Linked DNA regions of Rattus norvegicus: region 1 is linked to region 2. Evidence: chromatin contacts called from public Hi-C data. All regions are on one chromosome and are shown on one strand. Each heading gives the region's core, a stretch centred on a gene start, on an enhancer-like site or on the middle of the called end of the contact. The rest is flanking DNA. Distances are from core to core; before and after follow the strand shown.

Evidence for each region. A called contact is a pair of places that touch in the nucleus more often than the background predicts.
Region 1: a Hi-C map of liver shows a contact between it and region 2, with 2.8 times the contacts expected there. The contact joins the enhancer-like site here to the promoter of Dapk2 in region 2. A contact is called at or near these places in 2 of 12 Hi-C or Micro-C datasets (both in liver).

Annotation. Positions count from the first base shown.
Region 1 is chr8:75,698,170-75,701,567 of GRCr8, forward strand. Dapk2 (death-associated protein kinase 2) reads left to right here. Exons shown (of 12, transcript NM_001395735.1): 6 at 322-370; 7 at 1,002-1,028. Among named protein-coding and RNA genes, the nearest start is that of Herc1, 96 kb to the right of the region's middle. Within about 2 kb of position 1,537, at least 4 of the 93 cell types and tissues checked have an H3K27ac peak or open chromatin away from gene starts, as enhancers often do. A contact at or near this core is called in liver, where this site is marked.
Region 2 is chr8:75,599,816-75,603,045 of GRCr8, forward strand. Dapk2 (death-associated protein kinase 2) reads left to right here and starts at 1,857. Exons shown (of 12, transcript NM_001395735.1): 1 at 1,857-1,999.

The DNA.
Region 1 (3,398 bases), core at 287-2,786, 98 kb after region 2:
GAAGGCCTCACTTTATTCTGGAAGGTTTACTATCCTGAACTAATCTACTGTAAGGCCCTGTTGTTATTGTTGGTTTTCTTTTTTTCATTGCCCAAGAGTTAGATTTCAACATAGACTTCCTGTAGAAACTCCCACAGTCCTTAGCAACCTGTTTCCTCAGCATTCTTACATCCAGATTATTCCCACCCACTGTTCTAATATTCCTTTCTCACTATTGGAGACTCAGGATGGAGACGATAGGCACCAAACACTGTAGAATTCCCTAGAACCATCTCCTCTCATCTCTATTCCCTCTTGACGCTTAAACATGACTTCTTTCAGCTCCAGAAATCGTGAACTATGAGCCACTGGGACTGGAGGCAGACATGTGGTAAGTGGTGGCCCGGGATCCTTCCAGGGGCAGAAGGCCCCAGCCCCTGTTTTAGATGGCATGCCCTTCAGTGTTTAAACCCTTAGTCTCCGGGAGCAGTAGCTGTGCAGCCAGCCCGAAGGCAGTGTCAGCGGGAGAGGGGCTGGGGCAAATGCAGGCTTATCCTGGGTCAGCCTCAACTGGGGTCTCAAAAGCAGTTAAGTTAGCTCCATTGGTCCATCCATCAGCCGTTCCACGAGAGCATTCTATGTCCTAGGCCTGTGCTGGCCTAGTAATTCTGCTGTGATAAATTCTTTACTTGTTTTGTTTGACCACTGCTTTACAGTTGGTGCGGCTCCTGACCCCGCCCTCGGTCCTGTGAGGTTGTTTCTTATTCTTGAGTGTCCTCAGTATATAAGGAAAGGGGGCTCAGTGGTTAAGGGACACGCCTCGAGGACTGCGTCTGCAAATTCAGAAGTCAGACCCTGACTTTGGGTCCTTGACTCAGTGTGCAGAGAGTGAGGATCCTAAATGCGTTCTGTCTGTTGCAGAGTGGGGTAGGGAGGGGCAGGACTTGAGATGGCATTCAGAGGCCACCTGGGGGAAGCGAGTGACCCCCTGGAGGGCCTGACCCAGCCACTCTTCTTTACAGGAGCATCGGAGTCATCACCTACATCCTGTGAGTATTTCCAGCTTAGGGCTGAAGCCCTGCTCAGCTTTAGGAAGAGGGAGAGGGGGCAGGGGGGCATCGATAGATGTGTTACATCCACACAGCTTCTGAGGCCAAGCGCTCTGAGCTCCACTTCCTGCACTTGAGCAGGGTTAGTGTGAGAGAGCTGCCCACCCTCCTACACAGGTCACGTCTAAATTTCTTGGCGGTAAGCTCTGGCCGCTCTGCTCAGCCTTTGGCTGAGATCTTTACTTCACCAGAAGCCTTGTGACAGCCCCGAGGATGCCTGCATGTGCCCTCTCTCCTCTCTTCTCATCTCTAGGTCACTTTCCCTCCCTCTCACACTTTCCTCCCCCCCTTTTTCCCCCTTTCTTGCCCCCTTGTATCCAGTGGCTTAAGCCAAGATTTCCTGTGTAGGGTTTTGTTTGTTTTGTGGACGTCACGTGGGGCAGGATACCAGTGCTGTCTCTTTCTGTCTCTGTGGCCGTGGACAGGTATTTAACCTTTGGACCTGTTTTTCTTATCAGAAAAAATAGGAACTACAGACTCTCTGCCATAGGAAGTAGGGTGGGAACAGCCACCGTGGACACATTTCCTAGGTTCGGTTTTGGCACACAGGGCAAGCTGGTAGATACTCAGTCCCCAGTGCTTCCAAGAGGTTGCCCTTGGTAGCTCACATGGAGAATGCCATTTTCATGGCATTTTTGGGGAGGTGAAAGTCAGCCCTTGGCCAGGGCCAGTGTTCCACCGCCAGGGATTGTTCCCAGCAGTGTAGGCTGGGAACTACACCGTGACTCCTGCAGTACAGCTGAGGCCCTCAACTCTGCAAGCCTTTTAATACCTACCCTGGCCCAGACCCCACCCACATCCATTAAGTCAGAATCACTAGGGTAGGGCCATGGCCTCAGTGCCTTTTTAACCACCTAGCTGGATCGGACGCAAAGTGAACAGCCATTTCTCTGTACTCACAGAGCCAGGGAGCTTGTTGCCTATTTTTTTTTTCTTAAATCTTGGGTTTCTTTAGAATTCTAGTTTTCATATTGAACTATTAAGGAATTCTACGGCACACACAGTGTTCTTATGACTCCTTGACCTTGATGAGACTTATTTTATTTTGTGTTACTTTTCTTTGTTTTGTTTTACTGTGTAGCCCTTTGATTATTTATTTTTGTGGTACGAGGAGTTTGAAACTAGAGTAATTGGACGTAAGCCAGGCAAATGTACTACTGCTGAATTATATCCCTGGAATTCCTTAATTATTTCTTCTTCTTCCCCTTCCCCTTCTCTCCTTCCCCTTCCCCTTCTTCTCTTCTTATTCTTATTCTTTAATCTTATTCTTACTCTTCCTTTTCCTTTTCTTTTCTTTTCTTTTTTTTTTAGAGACTTGGGACTCATAGAGGGTTATTATGTTCTGTGACAGAGACACACTCGATTGCACAGGCTAGCCTTGGGCTTGTGATATTCCTGCCTCAGTTTTCCCCACAAGCTGGGATTATAGACCTCGTGTCTATTGCCTAGACAGTGGTGGCACACGCCTTTATTCCCAGTACTCAGGAGGCAGAGGCAGGTAGATCTCTGTGAGTTCAAGGCCAGCCTGGTCTACAGAGTGAGTTCCAGGACAGCCAGGGCTATGCAGAGAAGCCCTGTCTCTAAAAACAAAACAAAAACAAAACAAAAAGAAAGGAAACTTGTTCTGTCAGAAGTACTCTGTGCAAGCACTCAGGATACTGACATGGATGAGAGTTGGATTTGCTTGTCCTGGGCTCTGTGTCTGTGGGAGATATGACCCTGTGGGAGCATGGTTACACTGGAGTTTTGAACACATTTCTGTGGAACAGAGAAGGAGATGAACAGATCTACCTGTCTAGGTAGATGTATTTGAACTAGTAGCTGTTAGCATTCTAAGCTCCACTCCCACAGTTACCTGGCAACAGCCAGGTATGCCTGACACTATAAAAGGGGCTGCTTGCCCGTCCTCTCTCTCTTGCTCTTGCTCTCTTCCCTCTTTGTCCCTTCTCTCCCCATTCCCTTCCCCCCCTTCTCTCCACAAGCTCATGGCCGGCCTCTACTCCTCTATTTCTCTCTCTCTCTCTCTCTCTCTCTCTCTCTCTCTCTCTCTCTCTCTCTCTCTGCCTTTCTTTGCCTTACTACCCTCTTAACTCCCCTCCCCATGCACTGAATAAACTCTATTCTATACTATACTGTCATGTGGCTGGACCTTCAGGGGGAAGGGATGTCTCATCATGGACCCGCGGAGGCACCCCCTTTCCTCATACTTTACCACACCTCCATAGAACATAATCCCCCCTCTTTATCTTTTTATAAACACATCAGTAGCTATAGAATGGACTGGATTCCCCCAGGTAGGAGAGAAGAGAT
Region 2 (3,230 bases), core at 607-3,106:
GGTGTCAGAGTTCCAAATAGACTGGCTTTCAGAGGGCAGACTCCAGGAATGCAGGAACATAATAAAATTCTTGTTTTGTATCAGCAAGGCTAGGATGGTTTGTCACACAGCAACAGAACTAACAATGGGGGAGGAGGTTGCAGGAGGAGGGAACCTCCCTATTGTGGTGAGCACTGGGGTGGTATCCTTCCCTCTGCTCACTGACTTTTGAAGCCATCAGATGGTGGCTATTTCTCTATAGCATGGAGAACCTCAGAACCTGCACAGACCTGAAAGGTCAAGCGTGAAGGTCTGGGGTCTTCCCTGAGACTGTTGAAGACACCGAGGCAATGAGGGTTGGGTGGGGCTCAGTGGCATCGTCTGTGTCCATGGTTGAAGGGCTGAGGAAAAATGTGCTCCTCGGACACTTTTCACATGTTACCCCTTCGCCAGCTCTACTGGTGACTTCACTGGAAGCTACCAGAAGGGTTGGTGCTCCCACTTTCTGGTGACCACACATGGATGGTAGAGCAGGACCCAGGACTCAGAATCTCACTTCCTCAGCTCTAGAGAGGATCCCTATGGGTGACTGCATTCTGTGTTACTTTTCTTGTTGCTTTTAGAAAGTACCCAAGGGGTGGGGGGAAGCAACTCAAAAAAGGGCTTATTTTGCCTCACAGTTAGAGTGTACATAGTCCATCATGGCAGCAGGAGTGTGAGGCAGCTGGCTACATTGTGCACCATGTCAGGAATCAGGAGGGGAGTGGAGAGAGAGAGAGAGAGAGAGAGAGAGAGAGAGAGAGAGAGAGAGAGAACAGAGAGACAGACAGAGACACACACACAGAGACAGACAGACAGAGGGAGGGAGAGAGACACAGAGATATGAGGTGAATCTTGCTTCTCTGGTCACTGAGAGCCCTCTAACCTGTACAAACCTGAAAGGTCACACTTGAAGGTCTGGGATCTTCCTGGAGGCTGCCCCTGATACTGCAGCAATGGTCAGAGAAGAGCAGCTCTCACTTGCCACTGTTTCTTCTCCCCGATTTTTTTTTTTTAAGTCCTGGACTCCAGCCCATGGCCTATTGCTGTGCACCTCTAGGGTGGGTCTTCCCAAAGCTCTACAAACACAATCTAGAAATTTCTATAGGCATGCCCAGGGGTTGACCTCCTGCATGATTGATTGTAAATTCAGCCACATTGACAGTATTAGCCGTCACAGTGACTTAGGGCTGGAGGCTCTAGGTGACAGTACTTGAAAGGCCTCTGGTCTTGAATGGAGACCGTTGAACTTCAGTTTTGTTTTCAGCCACCAACACTACCACACGACTTCTTTTCTCCTCTGATATTTTCTGGCAAAAGGAAGAGAAAAAGAATCAACTCCTAGGTCCTTCATTAAGACAGGCTTAATGGTGACACACGACTACACTCAAGAATGGTGCCAGGCTTGGCCTGGGAAAAGGGCAAACGCGGCCAATCCTCAAGCTGGGTCTGGGATGAGTGGGGGACATGACGGCTTCCTACCCTTGTGTGAGACAAAGGAGGCGAGGTCCCTAGAGGATCTGTGCAGTCAGGGAGTCCGGAGTTGGAGTAGTGGGACTCCCTCAGGGTGTACGTGGGTGGGGGCGAAGGGCAGAGAAATACTGTTTTCCGGCAGTTGTGCTGGGCTGTGAAGTGCGTCGATCATTAGCTTACTCAGGTTGATTCGCATCAGGTGGCACAGCATGTGAGAGACAGGGCGGGATAGGACGAGGGAACCTGTTGGTCGCCTGAGCATCCAGGCCCTCACCTCGGGGCGGTCCCGCGGGGGTTCCAGCAGGGGGCGCCCCGAGCTCCGGGCCGAGTGTCCGGGCGCGCCTCCAGCCGGCGCCTGGGACGGGGCTGGCCGCTCCGCCCCCTGGGCTCCTCGGTGGCTCTGCGGGCGGACGCCGGGCTCAGGGAGCAGAGCTGAGAGGATCGCCGCGCACCCCGCCGCGCCCCGGCGCACGTCCTGCCCTCCGCACATGCAGCGCAGCCTCTCGCCGTGAGTAGCGCCCGGGCTGTGGGACTCGACGGCAGCAGGGGCTGGGGTAGCCGGGCATTGCCTGTCTAGGATATGGCCCTTCTGTGGTTTGTGCGCTGTGGCGGCACCCGGAGGCCAGTCTGCACGCTGCTACCTCGGGGTGCCTCCTAAGCTTGGCACTCTGGTCCCAGAGACGAGGTGGGGAGACGGACAGAGGCCTGACATCTGGGCAGGAGAATGAAAACAACCATGCATCAAGTTTGGCCCCCTCAAAAGGGGGACTAGTCCTCGGTAGGAGAGAGACAAGCCCAACCTCTGTGGGCTCGCACCTCCTCCTCCTCCTCCCGGTGTCAGCCCTGGAGGTTGCTTCCTGCGAAATGAACCTCCAGTGTGGCCTAACAGCTGTAGGCAGGTAGAGGGACACTCCCAGGTTCCCTATCATCTAGAATCTGAAGGCAGCTAGCGGCAGCTCTTTTTTGGGAATATTAGTTCCCAACTAAGTGTCTTGGCATCCTAGGGGAATTTTGTTGACTAAAAGGGGCTGGTACATTGACTGTTTCAGAGTTGAGTTCAAAACCCTGTTTTATCCCCACCCGTCCGCTTTTTAAGTTTTGGGCATCTAAAGTGATGGTATTGATAGCCCAGTAGCTGTCTTCGGAGGCTTGAGTACGTGTCAGGAATGAGTGAGTATTTACTGCCCCGGGACAACAAACTACCTGCTAGTGGGAATAAAAACCAGCCAACCCTGACCACTTTTCTAGAGCCTTCCATTCTGTTAGATGTGAGGGCAAACAATCCCGCTGCTCAAAGAAACCGAACCTTTTATCAAAAGACGAAGTTTTTCTCATGTCAGCTTAGGGAGGTGGTTGACCTTCTTTGAGCCCCAGCTTCCTTATCAGGCATCGCCCAAAGGGGTTCTGTGATGCTAGAGTCCCCTCCCTTCTGCTGGCAGCTTCCCCAGAGCCTGTGTCTGAGGATTCTATATAGGGGTGTGCTTGTGTTTGTGTGTGTGTCTGTGCATGTGTGCGCATGTGCATATGGACGTGTGTGCTCCAAACCACTGCCTACCCCTGCCATAGCCTGGCTTCTCATACTGGAATTGGGTGAGGTGGGTGAGAAGCTCAGAGGGTTAGCACTGCAAAATGAGCACTGACCAGGAGAGGAAACTCAGGGAGTGTGAGGGGATGTTCCAGACCTGAGCACCTTCTCCTTGGAGTTGTCTTTCTAGAAGCCACTGACTCTCCAGTCTTGA